Regions from separate parts of the Sus scrofa genome. Here all the other regions are linked to region 2. A link is a contact called in public HiChIP or PLAC-seq data. All regions are on one chromosome and are shown on one strand. Each heading gives the region's core, a stretch centred on a gene start, on an enhancer-like site or on the middle of the called end of the contact. The rest is flanking DNA. Distances are from core to core; before and after follow the strand shown. Region 1 overlaps JMJD1C (probable JmjC domain-containing histone demethylation protein 2C). Region 2 overlaps REEP3 (receptor expression-enhancing protein 3). Region 3 overlaps JMJD1C (probable JmjC domain-containing histone demethylation protein 2C).

Evidence for each region. HiChIP or PLAC-seq counts read pairs in DNA pulled down with a chosen protein or histone mark.
Region 1: an H3K27ac HiChIP or PLAC-seq map of alveolar macrophages shows a contact between it and region 2. The contact joins two enhancer-like sites. A contact is called at or near these places in 1 of 47 Hi-C or Micro-C datasets (embryonic fibroblasts) and 1 of 2 datasets of contacts at active chromatin or transcription factors (alveolar macrophages).
Region 3: an H3K27ac HiChIP or PLAC-seq map of alveolar macrophages shows a contact between it and region 2. The contact joins two enhancer-like sites. A contact is called at or near these places in 1 of 47 Hi-C or Micro-C datasets (embryonic fibroblasts) and 2 of 2 datasets of contacts at active chromatin or transcription factors (alveolar macrophages and skeletal muscle).

The regions. Positions count from the first base shown.
Region 1 is chr14:66,688,962-66,691,988 of Sscrofa11.1, reverse strand. JMJD1C (probable JmjC domain-containing histone demethylation protein 2C) reads left to right here. Exons shown (of 26, transcript XM_021073644.1): 4 at 2,007-2,112. The coding sequence starts at 2,106. Among named protein-coding and RNA genes, the nearest start is that of NRBF2, 100 kb to the right of the region's middle. Within about 2 kb of position 1,303, at least 10 of the 83 cell types and tissues checked have an H3K27ac peak or open chromatin away from gene starts, as enhancers often do. A contact at or near this core is called in alveolar macrophages, where this site is marked.
Region 2 is chr14:67,024,614-67,027,667 of Sscrofa11.1, reverse strand. The region is part of intron 2 of REEP3 (receptor expression-enhancing protein 3); the gene reads right to left. Among named protein-coding and RNA genes, the nearest start is that of JMJD1C, 59 kb to the right of the region's middle. Within about 2 kb of position 1,782, at least 4 of the 83 cell types and tissues checked have an H3K27ac peak or open chromatin away from gene starts, as enhancers often do. A contact at or near this core is called in alveolar macrophages, where this site is marked.
Region 3 is chr14:66,714,549-66,717,766 of Sscrofa11.1, reverse strand. All of the region lies in intron 3 of JMJD1C (probable JmjC domain-containing histone demethylation protein 2C), which reads left to right. Among named protein-coding and RNA genes, the nearest start is that of MIR1296, 100 kb to the left of the region's middle. Within about 2 kb of position 1,781, at least 11 of the 83 cell types and tissues checked have an H3K27ac peak or open chromatin away from gene starts, as enhancers often do. A contact at or near this core is called in alveolar macrophages, where this site is marked.

The sequences.
Region 1 (3,027 bases), core at 54-2,553, 340 kb after region 2:
GATCGAACCCAAAACCTCATGGTTCCTGATCGGATTCGTTAACCACTGTGCCATGATAGGGACTCCTTTCTTTTTTTTTTTTTTTTTTTCTGGTACTGGTTTTTTAAATCACACCTATACTGGTCTATAAAGTATTGGCAATGCTGCCTTAATAGCAGTTCATACTCCTTCCTCTCAAATAAATAAAGCCTTGAAAACAGTAGATTATAGTAAATTTTGTACAAGTCAGTTGTGACATCCATGTGATTGTGTGATTTTTCTAGGCAAGTTCCCATCTTCTTCATGCCACTTAAATCTCTAGAATAAGAGTGTTAATCTTATTATAATAATTGTAATAAAGGTGGGTGTTGATACTAGAGAAGACTTAGGGCTGCAGAAAAATAAAACCATTCAAAAATTTGGAGGACTTTCATGTCGGGTAGGAAAGCTATTAGGCTTGTGTTGACTCCAAACAGTTAAGCTTGGATCTGTGTATGGAAGTTAAAGTGAGAAAAATGTTAAAAGAACTTGATACTTGTCAGAACAGTCTGGAAAAGATAATGGTTTTCCTTGGGAAAGTTTTATGTTTTGCCTGTTAGACTATTCTGTTACCTGTTGTGTCTTCAGTTTAGAGTCTGAACTCTCCATGGTATTTTCTATTACTAAAATAATGAGATTAACTAAGTATGCAGTGTATTATTAAGTGGATAGAGAAAAGGGATTTCTAGAAAATTTCTTTACAAAAAGGAAGACGTATCATGTGCTTTCTTCCCCCTAAAATACAGACTTAACCTGCTTTTTGTATAACACTTTTCCATACACTTTAGTATTACTTTATGCTATAAAGCAGCATTTCTATATATTTTCCAAGAAACATAGTTGATAATTTTAAAGGTCTTTACTTCTGTTTGTTGATGTTCACCAGGCATAAATGAAATGTCAGAGTATTTACCACAATGTTATTTCATAAATACAGAGTAGTCCCTTAACACAGTAAGGGGATGAGAAGAAAAGTGCTTTATTTACTTGGGTAAACTTTAGGGCAGAAGAGTGAAGTATTTCCTGCTTGATAGAGATTCTTTGTACTCGTCAGCCACCTTTTGCCTTTTCTAAATTAAATTGCCAAATTATTTTTATTTGCCAGGTAAAAGTCCCTTCATTTAGCTCCTTCTGTTCACTGGTTTCCATGATCTGCTAGTCCACTTTTAAAAGGGCCGCCAAATTGACAGTGCTGCTTTGTTGTTCTTCCCAGCTCTACTCTAGGGCTCCTGCCGCTGATCTCAAATGCAGGAGCAGCAGAGGTGCTTTGAGAGAGAGAGAACAGAATGTCAAAGAGTCCAGCGGGGGACCAGCAGATTGTGGGAAACCATGTGACTGTGTGATTCACATCTCCAAGGAGAGAGAACCGGTTGTTTCTGTGTCTAGATCCACCCTGTTATGAGGATAATACCATCAATAATGTAATTTTAATTGCCTGGATGCTTTGACAGTGGCTTGAAAGAATAAAACTTAGCAGTGAAGTTACTGGTCAGATGAGTTCAAGTACAACTTAATTTGATGACATTTAAATCAAAATCGTGGATTATAACGTGTAGTTTACAGCTGATATTTTAGGCATTATGGGGAGAGGTATCTCATCTTTGTGTATATATGTATTGTCACTAAAATATTCACCTAGATTCTTTGGCTTCCAACCTTAGATGACCTGAAGCTCTTTCTTTGGTTTGTATATTGCTTCTAACAGTAAAACTCTTTAAAAGGTGACTTGTATAAGACTTAAAGTTAGAAAACACATTTGTAAATTTCAAATTTTGTCTTAAGACATTGTCAAAGATCAAATCTTACCATGGGTTAATTTCTTAGGCTCTGTTGTTATTGCTAATGAACTATAACTTCTAAGTTTGCATTTTTGCATACACTTAGATCAAGGAATTTTCTTCAGTCCTTAGAACATATAGGAGAGAAAGTTGATAACATTTATGATAGGACAGCGTAACATGGACCTTTTTTTTAATCTATAATTCTAGGACGACATAGACAGCCTAAACCCAGTTCTCAGGGACAACCCGCAACTTCAGGAAGAAGTGAAAGTCTGGGTAAAGGAACAAAAGGTTCAGGAGATTTTTATGCAAGGTAACTATTGTGAAGTTATGCATTAATAATTTTTTTTTTTGAAACTGGGCAATTTCTCATGTTTGATTTTGGTTGTTCAGTTACATGCAATATAAATAGAAGACCCAGTCTAATATTTTGAGTTATATACAGTCCAGGGAAAGTAATAGCAAAATTAGAATAATTTCAATAGGAAGTTGACAACTTCACCAGCTTTCTAACTAATTTGAGCTAAATGCCTGGAATGAAATTAACCACACAGGTGTTTTGTTGATGGGAAAATTTCCACATTACAGAATGCTTTAGGCGTGTCCTTCCTGGAGAAGGAATCATTGTTTGCTGTGGAGGGTTGCCCAAAGCCACAGTTAATTTCCTATGAAGAATGCTGTTGGTATTTGATAAAAGTGGCCTGTTTCAGTTTGCCTTCCTCAGCAGTGACCGCAATACTAGTCTTAATTTTGTTTCCCTTTTTTTTTTTTTCAGTAAGTTATAAGTTTGTTTTCAAACCACTAAGATTTTTGATGCTTAGGGATTTCTTTTCCTGTCAGTAAAATCATATATTATAAATGTAAACTTTTCGTGAAATTGGGCTGAAACTGGGACAATATGACATGAAGTATCAATACTGAGTTGAGTGTTTTGGTTGGTGTTTTGTTTTATTTTATTTTATTTTATTTTATTTTATTTTATTTTATTTTTTTGCTCTGCCCCACAACATGTGGAAGTTCCAAGGCCAGGGATGAAATCCGCGCCACAGCTGTGACCTGGGCTGCTGCAGTGACAAGGGCAGATACCTAATTCACTGTGCCACAAGGGAATTCCCTAGCTAAATGTTTTTTCAAAGGAATTTTCTTGTTAAATTCTCATATTTATCCCAACCTCAACTTCCATCCCATTTAACTTAAGCATTAGTAAAAGTAATCTCAAAGTTGTGGC
Region 2 (3,054 bases), core at 533-3,032:
TGACAAGCTCCCAGGGGGATTCCAGTGCCACTCAGAGTTTGGGAAGCACTGCAGTGGAAGGCTGCTCTATGTTTTTTCGGACACTATCACTTAGAGGGAGGAGATACTATTGGTGAAGAGAATGTAAGAAGAGCTTTGGGTCTGGGGAATTCAGGGAGTTCTCCTGTGGCTAAGTGGGTTAAGGATCAGCATTGTCACTTCAGCGACTCAGGAACTTACACATGCAATGGGTGTAGCCGAAAAAGAAAAAAAAGAGAGGAAGAAAAGATCAGCTCCATTTTGTATGGCAATTTGTTCAATGTAAACAGTTAAAATGTACCCTTATTTTCATAAGGGTACGTCATCATTAAAAAAAAAAAAAAAGTCCTCAAAAAATAGAAGAAACTGAGCTTTTAGCCCACTGCTCAGAGGCACAGTTCATGGCAACCAGCTGAACAGACAAAAACTTTAAAAAAACTACCCAGGGAAGGGCAGCCTATAGGCTCTTTTTTTTTTTTTTTTTTTTTTTTTGGTCATTTCTTGGGCCGCTTCTGCGGCATATGGAGGTTCCCAGGCTAGGGGTCGAATCAGAGCCATAGCCACCAGCCTACACCACAGCCACAGCAACACCAGATCCGAGCCGCATCTGCAACCTACACCACAGCTCATGGCAACGCCAGATCCTTAACCCACTGAGCAGGGCCAGGGATCGAACCCGCAACCTCATGGTTCCTGGTCGGATTCGTTAACCACTGAGCCACAACGGGAACTCCACCTATAGGCTCTTCTACCCAGAAGTTCCATGCAGAATGCCCCTGCTGTCTACCCATCCTAAGCGCTCAGAGCTATCTGGACACTGACCACTAGATGAAAATTCTCTCCCTTCCCAAGGTGGAAGTGCCCTTAGATTCTTCTCTGAAAGAGCAAATCTAAATCTGCCTCCTACAGAGAGAAAGTAAGAACAGAAATTATATTCAAACATCATCAGCACTGGCAAAAACATGCCCAATTGTTTCTAATAATTTATTCTTCTTAAGAAGAATATAATAAAACTCAAGTGTTAGATATTCATTTAAAAGATGCTGTTGGAAACCTTTGGAAGTTAATATAATATTTTTAAATGAAACTACTTAATTCAATCTATTTCTGTGACTTTTCAAGACATTTTGACAATTTTTCTTTTTTTACCTGTAGAGTTTGGATCTGTGATTTTAAAAAAGGAATCAGTCTATATCTAGTCTGATAACCAAGAGATAGATAAAATTTCATATACTTATGTAATTCAATATATTTTAAATTTTTATGGTTTTTCAAAAGAACATCTTTTTACAATCTATTACCTTTCTGAAGTAAAATCTCTCTCATGAGCTTTTAAAATTAGACAAAGTTTTCAGAAAGATTTTTTTTTCTTACTTAGCTAAAATCTTTGGGAACAGCTCTAGCTTTTATATTTTTAGGAGGACCTTTCACAGTGTGACGGCAATCTGGCTGACAATCTGATTATTACAGCTGTAGTTGGTGAGGCACTATATTTCCAAAATTACATAATGGAAGGATGATGTACATATCTGCACATCCCAAAGGTAGATCCTTGTGTAAAGGGGAAACTTCTCTGCTTAAATAATGTAAACTTTAGCTGAAAAGGAAAAGAAAAAGACAGATTAGGTATATCTTACATTATTAGAAAACATTCACTTTTTTTTTTTTTTTTGGCTTAGGGCCGAATTCACAGAATATGGAAGTTCCTAGGCCAGGGGTCAAATTGGAGCTACAGCTGCCAGCCACAGCCACAGCCACAGCAACGCTGGGTGGAGCCACATCTTGGACCTATTCCACAGCTCCCCGCAACACCAGATCCTTAACCCACTGAAGGAGGCAAGGGATCAAATCTGTAACCTCATGGTTACTAGTCAGATTGGTTTGCACTGAGCCACAACGGGAACTCCGAAAACATTTCATTTTTAAATAAAAAAATTATTCTAAAATTTTAGAAGGAATTACGTTAGGCATTCATTTAAAGCCCCTCAATTATATTATCTTAATTTGGCACTTAAGTTTAGCATTACTTGGTTAAATATTTTCTTGTTTCTCATTTTGTCAACCCTTTTTCTACTCTTCTACGGCAGCAATTTCAAGTGTTTATATTATGAGACTTATTATCAGGAACAACTGTTAGATACTGTAATTCTCTTGAGTTTGTTCTTATTTTTATTTCTGCGTTTTATTGCCTTAGTCATCCTATTTTCTTTACAGGTTCCTTGAATTTTGATATTTTTCTTACTTTGTGAGTTGAATTTCATTTTTTTCCTTCCTGTTCAAATACATGCAATAACATGAATTATAACATGCATTACTGTCATATTTATGTTTGAATTTGTCTAGTACTGCACTTTTGACTTTCTCTTGTACTCAGTTATTCTTTTTCCCTTTTGGAACTTATTGAAGGTTTTCTTTAAAGTAGTGAGGTTATGGTTTCTGAAAAGATACAGGCGAGGGAGTGGAGGTCCTGGGGGCGGCGGTGCAGAACATTGGCTGCCTCTGAACACAATTCTCCCACAGTGAGGGTGGTGGCAATTAAATTTTTTGGTTGCTGTAGCTTTTACGATTTTAAGTTGTTCCATCACTAGGGATTAGGGTGGAGGTGGCTAGGCCTCTCTCCAATTTACTACTTAACAACATTTCCTTTAATGGAAACAACAGTTTCTGTCCCTGTTTTTTAAAATCTATTTCCATTGGCACTAGAGTTGGTAAAATTCTTCATAGATATTAGCAAAACCCTGACTTAGCCGCTTAGGTTTACATGTTACCATTAGAATTTTTTTTCTCTGTATGTATGTTTTACAAAGAATTTGCAGTGGAAGCTAGAAAAGGACAAGACAGACAGCTGCAGTTGGCTAGCTACAGCTTAGCAGAAAAACTGTGGGAATGCTTTCAATTTATTTCCAAATATCAAGGGGTACTCAAATTATTCACATTTTTAAATTTTAGAAGGAACTGGTTAGGCTTTTGTTTAACACATCCCTCCCCCAATTATATAGTCTAAATTCAAATTTAAGTGGATCTTGTTTCCTAAAG
Region 3 (3,218 bases), core at 532-3,031, 310 kb after region 2:
CTGCAATCTACACCACAGCTCATGGCAATGCCAGATCCTTAACCCACTGAGCAAGGCCAGGGATCGAACCCGAAACCTCATGGTTCCTAGTCAGATTCATTAACCACTGAGCCATGATGGGAACTCCCTAGCTATAAATTTTGAAGCCAGTTCATACAGTTATAGTTTCAAATCCTAGCATTGCCATTTCTTAGCTACGTGACATTGCAGTGGTCTAAAACATTTTAAATAAATGGTTTCCTCTCTTTAAGATAAATATAATATATACCTCAGAATTGTTAGAAATATTAAGTGAATGATACATTTAAGTGCTTAGTACTATATGAAAGCTGCTCAGTAGAGTTGCTGTTTGGACATACTCTAATTTTCCTGTTTGTAGATGGTGTCTCAAACTTTTCTGGTAAATACTTGAAACTTTCTCTTCCTACCATATGCAATCATTGGACATTTCTCTGCCATCCTCTGTACCTCTTTTTTTTTGTTGTTTGCCTGTTTGTTTGTTTTGTTTTTGCTTTTTAGGGCTGCACCCATGACATATAGAGGTTCCCAGGATAGGGATCTAATCAGAGCTACAGCTGCTGGCCTACAGCAGAGCCACAGCAACGCCAGATCCGAGCTGTGTCTGCGACCTACACCACAGCTCACGGCAATGCCAGATCCTTAACCCACTGAGTGAGGCCAGGGATCGAACCCACAACCTCTTGGTTCGTAGTCAGACTTGTTTCCGCTGCACCTCAACAGGAATTCCATATGCGCCTTTTTTTTAACAATCCATCTTGTTTTCTCTGAAACACTCAACATTCTTTTCTGCAGTGGTGCTAGAGAAACTTTTTCAGTATCAGTATAATTCATAGTCAATGTGTCTTTATGGTGGCGTTTGTAGAATATGTCTTTTTGAGTAGTATTTCTTCTTCCCTCTTCTATTTTTTAAGAAGTATATTTAGATAAGATTACATTTGTTTTCTTAAACTATTACTTTAAGAAAATGGTATTAGAAAAGATGCAGAACCCTACTGTGGTATTACTCTTCACAGCATATCCATTTTTCCACAGGGAAAGTCATAAGCTCTGCTTGCTGTTGATAGTTATTTCATCTCAAAAAGTATAAGTGATATTCAGCAAGTTATAGAATTGTTTTTCTTTCTTTGGCTCTGGAGAGGACATGATAATGTAGTACTGAAGTTTGGAAGTCTTCTAAGCATTGAAAAAAAAGAGTTGGACTACATGACTTTTGAAGTTTCTAACATTTAGAGCCGTAATTCTGTGAACTTGCTCAAGGTGGAAGAGCAACCATTTCTGACCAACATTAACCTAATCAAGTCAATCCCTGTCTAATGATTTTTAGTCTCAGAGATAAGAGACATTCAACTGAAATCCATCTCAAAAGAGAAGTATTGAGCCAGACAGTGCCAGAGGCAAATTGAAATTATGCAAAATTAGAATAACAGGATTGTTTGGGTTAGTAGTACTCACTGAAACCTTTATATTCTGTATTTTTCTGTATCTATTCCTGAATTATATTTTGACAGAATTTGAGCACATTCTCAATTAGTCCCTGAGTTTTATATGCATTTTCCTTTTCCATTTCACTTTGCCTTCACATTAGCATTTGACTGAAATTTAGAGGTGCTTTATTGCCATAATGTCAGTAAAAATGAGAACTGTGAAATTATAGGATATACACTGTGCCAAGAGTATAAAAAACACAAGATCATAGCCATAGCTGTGAACTGATTGCTGGTGGATTATTGGCTTGGTAGGATCAGCATCTGTGGGCAGGCATTGGCCTGGGGGTGGTCTAGGAGAGGAGGCCAAAGCAGGAAGCTGCTATTGTGTAGTGCTTGGCTTTATTCCATTTCTAGTCAGAAGTGACAGCTTGCAGTAGTGGAGCCAAGTTGAAGCCTAGAAAGTAGGATGGACCATAAGAAAAAGGGAACCAGAAGCTAAAACAGAATCATTATACTTCCTTATTTAAGTAGGCTTTTTAAAATTTTCAGATTGGTACATCATGTTTTAATATTCAGTAATTTTGCTCTGCATTCTGTTTACATACTCCTTTTTTCTCTCGTTTGATTTTATATTACCACAGTTTCAAAAATAGTTATGAATTGTGCTTATTAAGATACCACACATCAGGTATGCTCTATGTATTATGTGCTGCTATTAAAAAGGGAGTATTTCATTTGTAAAAACTGGTTGCAAAACTTGATGTGATGAAAATGTATTCATGAAGTCCAGGAACATGTTATTTTGCCTGAAATTTGGCCCAAGTGTGAGCTGTTCTGCAATATTCAGATTAAAAACATTTATAAGTCACGGTCTGCAGTAGTTCTCTCCTGGTCCCAAATCTGCTATGATCATATGCTGAAAAATCTGCCAGTCTCTTTTTAATTTTTTGTGGCTGCTGTTATGAATTTAAAGTATGTGAAATTATGCTTGTAGAATCAGATTCCAAGGATTCTAAGCCACCACTTAGCTACTTACCATTGAGAAAGATTTTTCTGGTTTCTTTCTGCCAATCAAAATAAGTTGGTACTATTTATTTATTCCTTTTGTCCAACTGCGAATTCTTACTAAAGCACAGACATGTTATCTAAAATCTCTAAATTGAAATTTTCTTTGTGTGTTAACATTTTGTACTTATAAGGTTCATCATTTTCCAGAATGTTTCCATTTGTATTATTTTAGTTCTTATGTTTACCTTCTGAGGAAAATAGATTACATTATCTTTATTTTGTGTAATGCTCTAAGGGTATATATATATTTTTATTCTACACAAGTCTTTGAGAGGCTACAATGAATAGGTAGCAGAAATGGAAACTCACTTAAACTAGATTTAATTTTTTAAAAAGAGGTGGGGATATAAAGATACAGCAGGGATATAAAGATACATTTGTTCCAGAAAAGTACAGCTGAACCTTATTTAAAATGGAATTAGGAACTAGAAAGTCAGTAACTCAAGTCACTTATTCCTTCTTCCACCCTTCCTCAGTCACTTTTCTGCAGGCAGGTTTCTTCTGCTTACTCATAGTTTTGCTTCTCATAATACTAGTTTCCATGTGACTTTTGTATGTCAGTGTCAATTTGCCCACCCACTCCCTCTCCTTTAGAGGACCTTTTAAATCTAATATTTGTGTTTCTTGGTAAAATTAGAGGTAGGAGTGTAGGAGAATGAAAAGCTGAAAGAAAAAGAAGGAAAAAATGTGAGGAAGGGAGAG